Regions from separate parts of the Mus musculus genome. Here region 1 is linked to region 2. A link is a contact called in public capture Hi-C data. All regions are on one chromosome and are shown on one strand. The core of a region is the stretch at or near the end of the contact, and the rest is flanking DNA. Distances in the headings are between cores, read along the strand shown. Region 1 overlaps Airn (antisense Igf2r RNA). Region 2 overlaps Plg (plasminogen).

The links. Capture Hi-C pulls out chosen DNA fragments and counts their contacts.
Region 1: a contact with region 2 is called in a capture Hi-C map of embryonic tail, with 3 times the contacts expected there. The contact joins two enhancer-like sites. A contact is called at or near these places in 1 of 15 datasets of contacts at CTCF or cohesin (the NIH/3T3 cell line), 35 of 484 Hi-C or Micro-C datasets (the AML12 cell line, B cells, the Ba/F3 cell line and 22 more), 7 of 115 datasets of contacts at active chromatin or transcription factors (the HPC-7 cell line, T-cell acute lymphoblastic leukemia, cardiomyocytes and 3 more) and 3 of 9 other capture datasets (embryonic stem cells, embryonic tail and embryonic trunk).

Annotation. Positions count from the first base shown.
Region 1 is chr17:12,790,460-12,794,375 of GRCm38.p6, forward strand. The region is part of intron 1 of Airn (antisense Igf2r RNA); the gene reads left to right. Among named protein-coding and RNA genes, the nearest start is that of Igf2r, 23 kb to the left of the region's middle. RefSeq lists an enhancer at 1-2,611. Within about 2 kb of position 1,277, at least 190 of the 459 cell types and tissues checked have an H3K27ac peak or open chromatin away from gene starts, as enhancers often do. A contact at or near this core is called in the HPC-7 cell line, fibro-adipogenic progenitors and uterus, where this site is marked.
Region 2 is chr17:12,413,578-12,417,342 of GRCm38.p6, forward strand. Plg (plasminogen) reads left to right here. Exons shown (of 19, transcript NM_008877.3): 17 at 601-707. Among named protein-coding and RNA genes, the nearest start is that of Plg, 37 kb to the left of the region's middle. Within about 2 kb of position 2,059, at least 48 of the 459 cell types and tissues checked have an H3K27ac peak or open chromatin away from gene starts, as enhancers often do. A contact at or near this core is called in the HPC-7 cell line, fibro-adipogenic progenitors and uterus, where this site is marked.

The DNA of each region.
Region 1 (3,916 bases), core at 27-2,526, 380 kb after region 2:
CTCCCATCCCTGCTTCCTGTCCACCCTTTGACTTTGGACTGGTTGTTTAATCTCCGTTCCGCTTTCTTCATCCAGAGCAGAGGTCAGCAAACTCATCAAAGGGTCAGGCCGTAAACTGTTTAAGCTGTATGGATCCTATGGCTTTCCGGCACAGCTACTCAGCTCTGCCCCTGTGGCATGAGAACGGCCTCAGGCAACGTGTGAGCCTATGTACGTGGCAGTGAGCCAAGAAAGCTTCACTTTTGAAAATAGCCAGATATGGTTCCATGTCTATAGCTTGCCAGCCCCTGATCAGATGACGCCCCCCTCCCCAGCCCCCTGCAAATGGAAGAATGTGGAAGACTTTACGGTTGACTGTTCAGTGTCTGTCACACTCCAGCTGATAGTGTAAGCCAAACAAACATGTCCATCCCCCGGGTACACTTAAGCCTGTGTGTGAAAGATGTAAGGAGATGATTACCAGAGCTCCTGGGAAGATAGCATTCATGCTGCCATGGGAAGTTGACCTCTCTCTAACAACAGGCATGGGCAGGAAGCTGACAGGATTAGTAGGGGCTGACACTGCTATCAGCCTTGGGGCACTTTGATCACAAGGCTGGGAGAGAGGAATCTCACTGGACTTTTTTTTTTTTTTTAACCTGAGCTAGGAAATCTTCCATCTCCTCTTTATTAACTTGGAATTGGGTCATCTGTTACTTCAGCTAACGGGATCCCTGGTGGAAACCTCGTTGGAAGAGCTGTTATGAGACCCACTAGGAAAGCATGTGACCGTCGCCTGCTAATTAAAAGGCTTGCCACTGAAATAATCAGCAGGCACATGCCCCTGGCACACGGATTCCAGGGAAATGCAAGCCTTTCATCTCTCTTCCATAGTATCTTTTTTCAGTTGTAAATTCTTGGTTCAGTTTGCTTGAAATTCCCAAGCTACATAAGAAATAACTTAGTAGAAAGAAAAGGAAGAAAACTGTGAGAAAACTACAAGTCTCTCTCTCTGGGCCTCTTCTTTTCTTTTTCCCCTCCCTCTTTCATTTCCTCTCACACACACTGGCCTCTAGCTCACTGGTCTCTTACCTCAGCCTCCTGGGTGCTGGGATTACAGGCCCAAGCCACTACGTCCAAGTTTGACTATCAAATTTCTTCCAGCATAATGTTGGCTCTTTCAAAGATTCTTTTCCCTCTCTCCCATTGTGGATGACATCATGGAAAGAGTGTGTCGGAGCTAGCCAGACAGGAAGCCTGAGAGACAGGCCCAGGCATGTACCTTTATAAAAACACTCTCTCAAGAGCCCAACCAGGGTATCACGGGCCCCACATCCATTCCTTCCTTCCTGAGCGCTACATCCCCCAACCCCTGAGGCCAGGTTCTACCTCCTGTAGATACCATCACATCTTAAAGTCACCATGCTAAGGACTAAACCCCCGACATGTGAATGCTTAAGGAACAAATGGAATCCAAACTCCAAGAGACTGAGGTGGTTTATTAAGCTAAAACAGTTAGACAGGCCAGTATGCCAGATCACTATAACCAGAAAAGTTAGATAGGCCAGTATGCCAGATCACTATAACCAAAAAAGTTAGATAGGCCAGTATGCCAGGTCACTATAACCAGAGCCCTCGCAAGGCTGAGACAGGAGAATGGCTACAAGTCTAAATCCAGCCTGGTCTATATAGCAAGAACCAGGCTAGCTGGAGCTATAACTCATAATAATAATAATAATACATGCTAAGTATAAAGTCAAAATACATAGCCCCACCAAAGAGGTTTAGCAGGAAAAAAAAGCAGTATTTTTTTCTATTTCTTTTCTTTTTTTGTTTTACTCTTTCCATGATGACCTAGATACACAGTGATGGGAATTTTGAAAAGGAAGTAAATCAGTATAATATTTCATAACTTGTATTGCTTGCAACCATCCTATAACCAGGGATGAATTACAAATCACAACTCCAATTCAGTTTGTCCAAATCTACATGGTATCAGCAATCTGTAGCCTGGGGGTTGACAGTCGATGAAACCTTTCAGGGACCAACAATTAGCACCGACAATGCCAAGAAGTTTGAGCCGCTTGCCTAAAACGTAGAATAAGGAAGCGGAGGAGTCTGGAGTCACATCCAGGACTATTGGACTCCAGAGGCGTTTTAGAAAACTCATCTCAGAGCAGAAACCATGAGAAGCAGGAGCCTGCCAGCTGCTCTTGTTTACACAGTTCTGTTGGCTCTGGAACACAGTTCAAGGGTTGGGCAGGGTGTGGCCATCTGGAGAGGCACGTGCTGAACCTTGAACAGGCAAAGTGACAAGGCATCCAGCCTGTGAGACTGCAGGATGAGAGCCAGGATCAGGGCACAGGACCTGTGTCACTAGCCTTGGTCCCCCACAGAGGGGGCCATGCTAGCCTAGGTTCACCCATGTCAGATTAACAACAGAATGGGGGAGGGGGTGGCTCAAGGGAATCCTCTTTCTGATCCACTTTTCTTCCGTCCCACCAGCTCACTCATCCCTTCCTCCATTTTGACACGTTTACAGTTCTTATCTCCATCAGCTGTGTCTCAGGCTTGCCACACAACAGTGTAGACGCTCAGATAAGTCATCCTGGTACCCAGCAAGACCTTGGAAGAACAGTCCTAAGCAGGATGCAAAAGTAAACTTTTCCCCCGTTGGATTGATTCAATCCTGGTATTTTTCTGAAGTAAAAATAAAAACAAAAACAAAACAACAACAACAAAAAAAAAACCAAACCAAAACAAAACAAAAAAAACCTAAACCCTGAATGGCATACCTTGCTATTGTGAGAGTCCGTGGACTTTGTTCATCGCTTCAGGCAGAAAATTCTCTTTTTTTCCATATTGTTCACCATCTTGCCTTTGGGATTTTTTTTTTTTTTTTTTGATAGAGTCTCAAGTAACCTGAACTGGCCTCAAACTTGCTATGTAGTAAGAGGTACCTCGAACCTCTAACCTCCTGTCTCCACTTCCCAAGTGCTGACATTATAGGCATGTACCACCATTCCTGGTTTATGTGGTACATGCAAGCCTGGTCAGCACTCTTCCAATTAAACTTTACCCATAATCCTTATAATACATTCTTCTGGTTGGGTCTACATGAGTTCGGCCTGTCTTCATTCCTCTTAAAAATGATTTCCTCAACAAGCAAGGGTGGAATAGTTCCACCACAACAGACCTATAGACAGTTTCATGGGGGGAAAAGAAAGACAATGTTCTATTGTTTTTTTTTTTTAAAATAACTATTCATTGACTATGTGTGTGAGCCTCTGGGGGGTTATGAGCACCAACCACCTTTGCACAGTGACCATAGAAGCCAGAAGGGGGCTTCAGAGCTCCTGGAAATGGAGTTGCAAGCCACTGAGAGGCACTGCATAGGTCCTGGGAAGCTAATGTGCACACCCTCTACAAAGGCAGCAAGTGTTCGCAGCTGCTGAGCCATCTCTCCATCCCCAAGATTTTTTTTTTTTTTTTTTTTTTGAAATCGCTATGTACTAAATGGTTCCTGCAAGCAGCTATTGCCGATTGCCACTTTGCTCTGCACCTGGGAGCTGCATTTGACTGTTTAAGTGGTTCTGTCCCGGAGCTGCTGAAATGCCCAGTGGAACCACAAGCACTCCTTCAGACTTCCTGTTTCCCAAGAGCAGGCAACAGGGGTGTCGATTACAGCTCGTGCAGGCCTGGGGCAGGGAGGCCCACATGTCCTGTGTGTTTTCTATCTGCAGGCTCCGTACAGATGGTGAGGTTGTTCCCACAGCAAATCTGCCACCAAAGGGGATAGGAAATCTTGGCAGGAAGCTCTCTCAAGCACCAGGGGAGAGTCTCCCAGTGACCTTGGCCTCCACCCAACCCTTTCTCACTACTAAATGAGGAAAGCATCTTGAACAGATTCTGCCAAGACTGATGGGACTTGGGCCTT
Region 2 (3,765 bases), core at 809-3,308:
AGCATCTGGATGGTCCATCCACAGAAAGGCACCCTCTTACATTGAATAGCAAGTCACAAACCACAGGACAGGGCTCAGTTGGTAAAGCACTTGCCGCACGAGCGTGGAGACCCAAGCTCAAATCCCCAGTGTTATGTCAAACGCTTGGCATGAAGATATGCACCTGTAACCCCAACACTGGGGCCCAGGGGGAGACACAGGAGGACTCCTAGAGCTAGTCTCGCTGACTCAGTGAACTCCAGGTTCTGTGACAGACCCTGTCTCCAAAACTGAGGGGATGAACAATTGAGGAAGACACCTGAAACTGATCTCTGGACTTTCTATGCATATGCACAAGTGTGCATTTGGTTCCTGCATGGACACATGCGAACAAACATACATCCCCTCCCATACAATGGATTCTTTAGCTTGTAGGACATTGTAGAGTACTGTGAGAATGAAGGGTTTTCTATACTGTTCTATGTCAGTGAAGTAAAGAGATACCAGCCTGAGGAATGCTGGGACACAGAGGAGGGTACACTCGGCTGTGGGTGATCTGCAGGTGAAGGGTGGGGGTCTCCTGCAGAGCAGTTGACGCAACATTTGATATACTCCTTTCAGCCCAGCCACCATCACGGATAAAGTCATTCCAGCTTGTCTGCCATCTCCAAATTACATGGTTGCTGACCGGACAATATGTTACATCACCGGCTGGGGAGAGACTCAAGGTGAGACAAACTGGCCTTGACTACAGACTGTACGGCAAAAGGAACCGTTCAGAGTGAGTTGTAGCAAGTCCTGCCTGTGAATGTGGCCCAGCCCCTTTCTAGATTTGTCTGGGCACTTGCTACATCTCCATGATCGGTCACCAAGACTTGAGGAGGATGCCAGGGAGTGTCCCTTAGACTCTTCTGGCCCACTGTTGCCTTTTGCCCAGGGGAGAGGGCTTCGGCACAATCCACAGATTAGCCTCGACTTAATCATGTGACTTTACTATTTTACGTTCTCAAAAACAGAATCACAACATAAACTGTAGCTAAACCAGTCTTTCCAAATACTCATTATAGTTAATATGTGTGAGAGGCCATTAGTATGGGATAAGCTGACAACTGGGAGGGGGAGAGAGGCCCCAGGTGTCCTGGTACAGCTGACGGGGCAGGAAGAGAGCTCTGTGCGGGCTTCCCCATCACAATCTGTATTTACTTTGGGGACTCTCTTTCAAAGAACGATTTTGTGGAACACACACACACACACACACACACACACACACACACACACACACAATGGCTAGGCTTGATCATTCCAAACTTGGCTTCTCCCATTTCCCTGATTTCCTGTCTCCTTTTCCCACACTTCTGATTCTGCAGCATTGAGGTCCTGGAACAGGAACTTTGGAACCTTGGAAACTGATGTTTTACCCATGGAAGTGCTAGGTCGTCCTTAAGTGGTTTGCATTTAAAGAAAAAAACCTGTGTGCTACAAACTCATGGGAGTTAGATGTTGTTCCTATGTGCAGACGAGGAGCCTGATGTTCAGAGACGGGGGAGGGGTGGGGGGAGGGGTGCGGGTGTGTGTGTGTGTGGAGGAAGGTACAGCAGGAAAAGCAGAGGCTGGCTGCAGAGACCTGGGGAGGAGCCCCGCTTCCCGCTCACCAGCTGTGGACAGTTAGGGAGATCTCCCTAGTGGTCTCCTAGGCTGGAGGCCTGCTGTAGGGCTGTGGTGGGAGAAGCAATGAGAGAAAACCCAACTCCAATTGATTTAAGCAGAAGGAGAGAAATTTCTAGTGATCAAGAAAGTCAGACCTCTCTAGTGCTGGCCTGGGACCTCGGGCTCTATCCAGCCACCATCTGGGAGTCATTCAGGTCACACGAGGATCGTGGCTACAGATGTTGGGTTACTTTTGGCTCTCTCAATGGGAATAAAGGGTGTCACTTTTCCCACAGTGGGAACAATAACCTGCCTAGGCTGGGAAAGCTCAGACTCTGGTCCTGAGCCACGTTTTTCTGAACCAGTTCCGCCTGGCTCAGACCTTTGCTACATGATCTGCTCTGTAGTTGGGGGCAAGGCCCACGCACGCCCGTACACAACAAGAGCTGATCCCTCAGCCGCCCTTGGAATGTTGAGTGAAAGGCTTCTAAGCCCCGCCTCCCCACCCCCAAAATCAACTTTGTGATTGATCTTCATTGTCAACTGGACAACTAGGAGACATAGCTCTGGACATACCATGGGCATTTTGGGGGTGGGGGGGATGGTAAGAGGGGGAGGTAGCCCATTGAGCACCAGAACCCCCTTTCTCTGTTCCCCGTATCCATAAAGACCTGAGTAAACATACTTCTGTTACAGTTGCAAACTGCAGCTGCTGCTGCTGAGCCCAGCTTTTTCCAGAGTTTTGTAGCATGCCTTTGCTTTGCTAGCACAGAGCAGCCCAGAAATCACGGACAGTCCCTTCCCCAGACGCTGTGGCTAGACTTGTCTCTATCACCAACATCAACATCACCAACATCCCCATCATTCACAGTCACCCTTATCACCATCATCGTCATCATCATTTCCACCTCACCATTACTAGATGGCAATAACGACATCTAGTCAATCAGCGATTTTAGCTTCCTAGGTAAATCTCTCTTCACTTCACGCCTCAGGCTTTCTCAGATTTTCAAACTCCAATGGCTAGCTGGTGTTGAGGCTGAGGATTCTTCTAGATTGGTTTTTGCTGTCCTCCTGGATTTTCAGGGGGCCTGACTACTGCTAGACTTAGCCTGGTGCCCCCCCACCCCCCCCCAGTAGGGCTTTTGCCCCTAGGTCATTTACTAGTACCCTTCAGGCCTCCAGAGATGCCTTCTCTCCTTTGGCCACCAGATGGCAGCATATCTTCACAGACCACAACGTCCTGTAAACCACCCAGAGGTGGTTTCCTCAGGGCTCAGAACAATTTCAGCCTAATATGTATCTCCACTCCTGGACTTAGTTCGAGCAATGCCCACCATCCCTTCTGGTCCCATGACCTTAAGACATGTCTCTTCCAGCTCCTATAATCACCAGACAGATTACACATTTTTCTGAACCTAAGACAAGTCTAGTCCAAGTGTCAGGGGAAGGCACTGTCCTTTATTTCTTGGCTGCTCTGTGCTAGCAAAGCAAAAGCGTGTTACAAAACTCTGGAGAAAGCTGGGCTTGCAAACTGGAAAGCTGGGTTCTCGTCAAGCTCGCTAAGTCCTGGGTGGATCCCTCTGCACAACAGCCCTTCCTCTGGCATTGCTGCAAGTGTTCTGGCTCAGTCTGGCGTCTGGCACACAAAAGCAGCAGGGTTTTTTTGTTTGTTTGTTTGTTTCTGTTTTGTTTGTTTGTTTTTGTTTTTTAATATATAAAGAAGAGATACAACTCATAAATCGAGTAAGGGATTAAATGTTCCCTTTCTCTCATTGCTGGAGAAATATAGATTAGAAAAATGAATCAAAACAATTTACACCTATTACATTAGCTAGTTAAAAATTATTAATATTTTAATAATAGTTCAACGTGGACACTCGTGAGGGTGTTATGGACTGATGTTTTCTGGTGTGTTTTCTGGCCATACCTATCTCGAAAATATCCTGAATATAAACATGTATATGTTGTTTCTGAGAACTTAGACTTAAGAAAATATCATGGGCTGAAAATAGATGGCAGAGGTAGAGGTGTGGAGCCTTTGTGAACAGGGAGTGGGGGCGGGAAGGGCCCACAGCTCCAAGTTCCAGGTAAACACTGTCCACACTAAGCCTTGGTTTCCTTAATTGCCTATCAGGA